Linked DNA regions of Sus scrofa: regions 1 and 2 are each linked to region 3. Evidence: chromatin contacts called from public Hi-C data. All regions are on one chromosome and are shown on one strand. The core of a region is the stretch at or near the end of the contact, and the rest is flanking DNA. Distances in the headings are between cores, read along the strand shown.

Region 1 (2,700 bases), core at 63-2,562, 34 kb before region 3:
GTGGTGTAGGCCAGCAGCTGCAGCTCCAATTCAACCCCTAGCCTGGGATCTTCCATATGCCACAGATTCAGTCATAAGAAAGTAAATAATTTAAAAATTTTTTTAATTTAAAAAAGAATATATATAACATTCAATTTGCTGTACAGTAGAAACTAACACATTGTAAATCAACTATACTTCAATAAAATAAATTTTAAAATGGTTAAAATGGTAAATTTTGTTATTAATTTTACCACAATTTTTTTGGTCTCACCCATGGCATGCAAAGGTTCCCAGGGCCAGGGATGGACCCACAGCACAGCAGTGGCAACAGCAGATCCTTAACTTGCTGAGCCACCAGGGAACTCCTACCACAATTTTTTTTTTTTTTTTTGCTTTTTAGGGCCTCACCTGTGGTGTATGGAAGTTCCCAGGATAGGGGTCCAATTGGAGCTGCAGCTGTGGGCCTACACTACAGACACAGCAACACTGCATCTGAGCCACATGTGCAACCTACACCACAGCTCCCGGCAACACCAGATCCTTAACCCACTGAGCCAGGCCAGGGATCAAACCTACGTCCTCATGGATAGTAGTCAGGTTCATAACCTACTGAGCCACAGTGGGAACTCCTTTTTTTTTTTTTTTAATTTTAAGAGTCTGCCCCCACCCCCTCCTGCTACTTCATTGCATCTAAACACCTCAGACCCCTGCTCCAGCCCAGCCTGGTCTCTTTGCCTTCCCTCTAAGGCACCCCACACTCCAGCCTGTCTTTCCAAATCTGCCAACCTTGCCCTGCAGACTCATGGACCTGCTCCCCTGTAAAGAATCAGGGCAGTGAGGTGGGAGCTTGTCCTGGGACCTGAGTTGAGGTGGGGGATGGAACCTGAGGCAAAAAACTACCCTTTTTGTAGATGGAGAAGTTCTGCCCCATGGCAGAGGCAGATGCAGCTTGAAAAGTCAGAGGTGGGGGAGGCAAAGACAGGGGTGGAGGCTCCCAAAGTCAGGGTGTCCCAGACACAATGCGTTCTCCACTCTATCCCAGCTTCCCTGTCTCACTGGCAATAGCAATGAAAACAGTAATAATAACAATGAGAGCCCAGGGGCAGCCAGCCCTCCATCTCCTTCCACTTCCCTGTGCCTGTCTAGGCTGTGCCCACCAGGCCCTGGAGTGACTGAGTTCCGTGGGGTCCCCCAGTCCCGGGGGTCTCCCAGTCACAGATACTGGGAGAGGCCAGAGCGGGCAGGCAGAAGGAGGTAGAAGATGAAAGGCCAAAGGGACAGACACGCTGGAGCGGCTGCAGAAAGGGGCTGGGCAGAGCCCTGGCAGCTGGACAGCAGGGCTGGGCCAGCAGTGTGTGTTTACTTTCGGAAGAGCAGGGCCAATCTGCAGCCTCCCACTGTGACCCTGGACTGGTGGGGGGGTTGTGTGGGGGATCAGATGTTTCTCTCCTGAGCTAATCTCTGGGCTTCTTCCCAGGGGACTCCGCAGGATTCCCAGAAGACACGCCTTCCCAAGAACCCTCAGGCATCAGGAGCCATAACCCAGCGCAGGAATCCTGCCTCTCCGCCCTCCCTGAGCCTGGTTCACCCCCATGACCCCAGCCTCCAGTACTGCCTGGGCTGACCCCATCCAGCCCGGTCCTGAGCTCCTAATTTGGCTGCCCAGAGTTTGCAACCCCACTGGGCCACCCCAGAGAAAGCCATGGGACGCCAGCCTTGTTCTCAGTGCCCAGGTCCTGGGAAGAGGAGGAGGAGGAGGAAAGCTTTGATGCTTGGCCAGGCGTCTCTGTCTGAAATTTCACCATTCGAGTTTCCCCTTTGGGTTAAGGCAGTGTTTCCTTTATCTGTTCCAGAACCACCCCCAGCCCCCCAAAATACTTTAAGGGGGAAAAAATGCCAAAGGGGCACATAAGTCCTGGAAATCTATGCGGAACACATGAGCATATAAAAGGTTCCAAGAAGACCTGCATGGAATGGCCCCATGTAGCTCAGCTTAATCCCCACACTTGGCCCCAGTTCCATGGAACACACACTGGGCATCCAGGGTCCCAATTAGATGCCCGTTGTAAAAGCCCAGGGGGGCCGTCAAGCTGCAGAGGGGATAAATCAATTCGACTGGCCCTGGAGGGAGGGGATGTGGGGGACAAAAGCCCTGCATGGCACCCTCAGAGACCAGAAGTGTCCCTAATGCATGGGAAAGGGGTTCAGCCCTCCCTACCACCACCTTGCTCCTCACTCCAGCTCCTGGCTCTCTGATCAAACCCCGTCCTGCTGAGTTCCCACTGTGGCTCAGTGGGTTAAGAACCTGATGTTGTCTCTATGAGGATGCAGGTTCGAACCCTGGCCCCACTCAGTGGGTTAAGGATCTTGCATTGCCATGAGCTGCAGTGTAGGTCACAGACGCAGCTCAGATCTAGTTTTGCTGTGGCTGTAATGTAGGCCAGCAGCTGCAGCTCCAATTCCACCCCTGGCCCAGGAACTTTCATAAAAAAGAAAAACAAAACAACGACAACCCAAAAAACCCCAGTCCTCCACCCAAGACCTCAGATTCTCCCCAGAGTTTTGTTTCCTCCTGCTCCCGACCCCCAAGTGGCCATGGCAGGGGCCCCCCGTGCCCATCAACAGGGCTATAACAGAAACGTCCCCAGCATTGTCAGCCAACCAAATACCACGTGGTCACATTATAAAGACCAGTGACAGGCGTCAGACTTTGATGAA
Region 2 (2,700 bases), core at 101-2,600, 55 kb before region 3:
AGGAAGCAGGAAAGGCAGAGAGGGAAGGGGAGAGGCAGGCAGAGGGAGAGAAGGAGCTGATGGACACCAGCCCACACATTACAACCCCACGCTCAGCAAGCAACAGCCCAAGGTCCTCCCCGCTGTCATGCTAGACCTCAGCAACCCTCAAGTCTTTGCAGTAACTGGATCACTATACAGTATCTAGTCAGACCTCACAACATATTGACCCTGAGCAGAAACACCCACCAGTCTACGCAGCACTGGAGCTACTTTACCACCAGATCTCAGAAAACGGTTAGAATCCCAAGGAACAAATTCAACCCACCCCTACAGCCAGACCCCTAGAAAACCACCCAAAAGCAGACCCTCCCTGGTCCCTGAAACAGCATCTTCTGAACCTCAACCCCTCTCCCAGACCCCTCCCTACTCCCACTCTCCCACACATACACATTCATAGGCTGCAGTCTCCCATAAGGACCCACACTATTGGGTCCCTTCCAGAGGTGCATGGAGCCTGTGCTGTTTCATCCCACTAGTGCTGACCAGGTGACAGTGAGCTGGGCCACAGCCATCAGCAGCTGCGCCATGTGGGGGATGGGGCGGATGTGCGGGCAACACCCACAGAAGAAGCAGAGACACCCCACAGGAGGTCGGAAGCCCGGTGATGGGAGAAAGGGCAAGAAGTGAGGAGAAAGGTGGGTTTCAGGGAGAAGGCGCTGCAGGAGGGCCCCCAAAATGAATGTCAGCATCAGGGTCTGAAATCTGATGCTCCATGGGACCTGGTCCAGGATGCCACCTCTGCCAGGCCCTCCCTGCCTTCCCCAAGGCAAGCCCCCCTCAGGGCAACATGGTCAGAAGCTGCTGAAAAGAAGGGTGAGGATGGGGCCCGCAGAGGGAGAGAAGCCTGTGGTCCCCTAACCGTACTGGCCAGAGAGTTGGGGATTGAATGGAACAACAGAGATGGTGGCAGTCAGAGAGACACGCAGTTCGGGGAGACACACAGTTCGGGGTCACACAGAGAAACCCAAAGAGACACAGACCCTCAGAGCCAGAGACCCAGAGAGAGAGAAATACAGAAAGAGCAGGGTGCGAAAGCTGAAAACGGGGTGGGGGGGTGTCTACAGGGACAAAGGGGCTGAGACAATGAGGCAGGGGGCAGTGGTCTGAGTGCGGGGTTCCCGAGGCCCCCCGCCCCCTAGATGATGACCAGCCTTCAAGCCTCACCTCCTGGTCTCTGTGTCCCCAGTGAGTCCTGTGTGAGCCACATCAGCCGCGTGGGGCCTCAGACTCCTCTGCGGTAGAGTCACCAGCGCTTCCGTAGAGGTGACACCCCGGCCCCCGCCTGTAGTTTGTGGCTTTCCCCGCAGGGCTGCACCCACACACACACACACCTGGCGTCTGCCCAGGGAGCAGGTGCTGTAGGCTGATTCAGGCTCAGGAGGGGTCACCTGGGAGCAAAGGGGCCCCACTAGGAGGGCACACAGGGAGGGGGACCCGCTGGTCTAGCCACTGGTGACTCAGAGAGGGAGTGGTCTGGGCTGGCCAAAGCTATAGCCTCTCACTTGAGCCCCATAAGACCCTTCTACTTAGAGCAAGAGGCAAAAGGAAGAGAGCCCTTTCTCTCCTTACATGTGAGGACACTCTCCTGCTCAAACATCTTCTGTGGCTCCCCAGTGCCTTACAGACCTTTTCTTTTTTTTTTTTTTTTTTTTTTTTGGCTATGCCTACGATATGTGGAAGTTCCCCAGGCCAGGGATGGAACCCAAGCAAAAGCAGCGACCCAAGCAGCTGCAGTGATGATGCTGGAGTGACAATCCTTAACCCACAGTGCCACAGGAAAACTCCAGCAGGTCTTCTGATTCCTTTCTCTAGACATACCCTCCCTATCCAGCTTTCCCATCAGAGGAAACTGAGGCACAGGACGCTGAAGCAACGTGTCCGCAGGAGAAAGTGGGTCTAAATCTTTAGCAACAGTATGAGTTTTCTGAGTGGACACCAGTAAACAGGGATTGTGGGCATTTCAGGAGAAGGAACAGCACTTGCAAAGGCTCAGAGGTGAAGTCAGCATGTACCCTTTTGGGGGGAACCCTGGAAGGAAGAGGGACGTGGGTAGAGCTGCTTGTAGGAAAGATCCCACACATGGCCCCAGAGTTGGGGTGGTGAGTGGATTGGGGGGTGAGTGGATAAACACGCTGCAGGGGCAGGATGTGGATCTGTAGGTGGGGAAGAGCCTGAGGCATGCTCCGCATCCTGTGATGGAGACCAAAACCTGGCCGGATTTGAGGAAGAATCGCCCTGCGCCCGGCGGTGGGACTAAGCGGGCCTTGATTTGGGAACAGCGGCGCCTAGAGGGCGCGGTGTGGAACTGCGCCCTCCTTCATGGATTCCTTCAACAGACATTTGATGCAAGCTTAGTGGCCTTCTCCATACATTAATACTTTTAAATTCCTCCTCCCTATAAAATAAATTCACTTTAAGCAATAATCATAAAATGAACGAAGTAATAAAAGAAATATAGACGGTGAAATTTGGATTACTCTTTTACATTAGTAACTGACCCATAACTGTACGAAATTTAATAAAGCTGAAAAATCTGCAGAGTACAATTTGGGAAGCCACGAAGTCATACCACTAATGCACTTAATTTTCTGATTCATTCTTTAGTGTTAGAACAAGAGTCAATATAAAAAGGTTTCATACTCTAAATCTTACAATTTT
Region 3 (2,700 bases), core at 152-2,651:
TGCCTGCCCCAGGGGGACCCCGTCATCCAGAACACCCAGGCCACCCCCATCATGGTGCTACAGGCCCTGCCCTGGGGCCCACACACCCCTCGCCAGGAAGCCCTACATCAATAAAGTTCTTTCTTGTGTAGATTTCCATGTGTGCGTGTGGGTGGGTGTCAATGCATCTGGGTCACATTAAGCTGTCCCCCATCCCCAGCTTAGAAGCATCCCCAGCAGCCCAAAGGGGGCTTTTACCAACACACACTAGAGCCCAGTGATTTTAGGTCAAAAGTACAGCTTCTCACAAAGGCTCTCAAAAGCAACACAATCTGGCGTCTACAATCCCAGCCACCACCCTGCCCGTCACTCGGGGAGCTCCAGCCCACACTGGCCTCCTGGAAGTTCCTCAGTCTCCCCACCATCTTCCCATCTCTGGGCCTTTGCTAGAACCCTTTCCTCCACCAGGTGTACCCTCCCCTTTCCTCTTCACCTGGTTAGTTCCAACTCACCCTGCAGTCTCAGCACCAATATCGCTTTCTTCGAGAAGCCTCCCCTGACGCCCCCAGCAAGATGGGGGTCCTTCCGACTAGTCCCTGAAGGTATTGCTGAGGTTTGCAGTCCCCCACCCAAGTCGGTTGAGCAAACTTGCCCAGGAGATCCAGGCAGAAACGGACTCCTCCCCAGACGTGGCCACTAGGGGGCGCCATGGTGTGCCAACCTCCAGGCGGGATGCTGTGTGCCGCCGGGATCTCTGTCCTCCGTCCGCAGGGATCCCTGCCAGGGTCAGCTTCTGCCCCCCCCCCCCACCTCCTCGCCGTGTGGCACCGGGAGATGACAACCTCTCGGAACTGCCATTTCCTCAAACGTGAAGAGTCCAGGACACAGCCTACTGGTCTCCCAAAGATCAGGTGGGCCAGCACCTAATGGATCCCATGTGTGCCACGAGGGCCCTCCACAGCTGTTTTACGATAAGAAGATGGTGAGATCCCGGAAGCGGCAGAGCTGGGGGTCATTAATTCCAAATGTGAGCCCCTTGCTCTTGGTACCCTCCACTCCCGCTGCCCTTCCCCGAACAAAAACACACATGGCTCCCCAAGGTCCCTTAGGGAGGAAGGACCTGCCAAAAAGATTCTGGAAGTGGGAGTTTGCGATGCCCAGAGCAGACGCACGTCTGAAGTGGTTTCGAAGAGACCTGAGTAGCCCAGAAGAGCGCAGTCAGTCCTGCAGACCTGCGTGCTGTTTGCTGTACCTGCATCCCGGAGGAGTCTGAGAAGCGGCTTTCTGGGGTCTGGTAGCGGGTGCCATCCATCCTTAATCTCTCTCTTCAGGCTCAGAGCTCCAAACCACCAGCTCCCTCGGCCCCGTCTGGGTTCTCTCCCCGCCCCCGGGCCCAGCTTCCCTCCCCTGTAGCCGCGGGCCCCTCCCGCCAAAGGAAGTAAGAAGGGGGCTGTTGTAAGAGGAACTAGGGCTGGGAGTCCGCTGAAGGAGCAGGAGCAGGGCCATGCCCCAGCCGCCCCCCGGAACTTCCTGAGCCTGCTCCCCGGCCACCACCCATTCAGGCACTCCCCCACAGGGGCCCAGACATCAACCCCCATCATGGTAAGTCCCTCAGGGTGGCCGTGAAGTGCAGGGGTGGGGGACCTCAGCCAGGTGGAGGCACCTAGAGGCCACCATCAGAACGGGGTAATGGAACTGGGCACAGCAGACCCTTTGGGGGCCGACAGTGCAGCTCTGGTGCTCCCAGCATCCCTCACCAGAGACCAAACTCCCACCTGATGGGTGAAGAGGATGCCAGAGTGGGGATGGGCCACCAAGTATAGAGTAGTAGTAGCCGGAGGACAGAAAGTGGTCTTGAGGGATCACAGTGCCTCGGGGACAGGGACAGACCCCTTTCCTGGGGCTCAGGGAGCCCTGTTCCCAGCCCAGTTTGCTGCCTCATCTCCCTGTGGGGCCTTAGGTAAGTCACTTCCCCTCTGTGGGCTTCAGTTCCCATATGTGTCATATTTGGAAATCTGTCAGGATGTGGAAGGGGTTGGGGGGACCTCTCCCCTGGGACATTCATAGGGTCCTGGGTTCAGCCACTCTGAGTCTACAGCTGGGAGGGGAAGCTGGCTCAAATGGACAGTGGTTTGCAGTGATGGTGACAGCACACCCATGGGGGTGACAGGGTGGTCTGGCTGTCGCAATCACAGAAGCAGAAGATGGTGAGACACAGCGCATCCACACAGCCAGGGGTACCCTTCTGTGGCAGGGGGGCAGGGAAGACACTGCAGCCAGAGGTGCTGCCATCTGGTGAGGCTGAGGTCTCATGATGACTGTGGCAACAAGGTTGGGGAGACTGTCATGATCATGGGTCTAGACACAGTGGCATGGTCTCACACACATCAAGAGGGAGCCTGGGCTGGCTGCAAATATGGCGCCCACTGCTCCATGCATCTGCAAGCACTTCAGCTTTCATTTTTTGTCATTCGTCAATGAGGGCCTGTGGCTGGGACAGTCACAGAGCCAGTGGTGACACCTGAAGTGTTCCTGGTGGTTGCAGCAGGTAGCTGACCAAGGTGGAGCGTGGGATTGCATTAGCCTGAGAGATAACGTCTTAGTTCAGAAAGCCAGGAATAAGCTGGGCATTGCTAGCCAAGGACCCTCTGGTTAATTCACAAAAAATATAAAAAATAAAAATAAATAAAAAAGCAGCTAGAGCTGTGCTCTTGGGATGGG

Evidence for each region. A called contact is a pair of places that touch in the nucleus more often than the background predicts.
Region 1: a contact with region 3 is called in a Hi-C map of subcutaneous adipose tissue, with 1.8 times the contacts expected there. The contact joins the enhancer-like site here to the promoter of MYO1F in region 3. A contact is called at or near these places in 16 of 47 Hi-C or Micro-C datasets (embryonic fibroblasts, fetal heart ventricle, heart right ventricle and 9 more) and 2 of 2 datasets of contacts at active chromatin or transcription factors (alveolar macrophages and skeletal muscle).
Region 2: a Hi-C map of subcutaneous adipose tissue shows a contact between it and region 3, with 3 times the contacts expected there. The contact joins the promoter of LOC102167936 here to the promoter of MYO1F in region 3. A contact is called at or near these places in 2 of 5 promoter capture datasets (fetal skeletal muscle and liver), 15 of 47 Hi-C or Micro-C datasets (embryonic fibroblasts, fetal heart ventricle, heart right ventricle and 9 more) and 2 of 2 datasets of contacts at active chromatin or transcription factors (alveolar macrophages and skeletal muscle).

Annotation. Positions count from the first base shown.
Region 1 is chr2:70,717,644-70,720,343 of Sscrofa11.1, forward strand. No RefSeq gene overlaps it. Among named protein-coding and RNA genes, the nearest start is that of ADAMTS10, 15 kb to the right of the region's middle. Within about 2 kb of position 1,313, at least 30 of the 83 cell types and tissues checked have an H3K27ac peak or open chromatin away from gene starts, as enhancers often do. A contact at or near this core is called in embryonic fibroblasts, liver, mesenteric adipose tissue and 3 more, where this site is marked.
Region 2 is chr2:70,696,591-70,699,290 of Sscrofa11.1, forward strand. It overlaps LOC102167936, which reads right to left and starts at 1,351. Exons shown (of 4, transcript XM_013987390.2): 1 at 1,207-1,351.
Region 3 is chr2:70,751,742-70,754,441 of Sscrofa11.1, forward strand. MYO1F (unconventional myosin-If) reads left to right here and starts at 1,402. Exons shown (of 27, transcript XR_002341669.1): 1 at 1,402-1,581. LOC106507295 (a long non-coding RNA gene) reads right to left here and starts at 1,314. Exons shown (of 3, transcript XR_001303179.2): 1 at 492-1,314.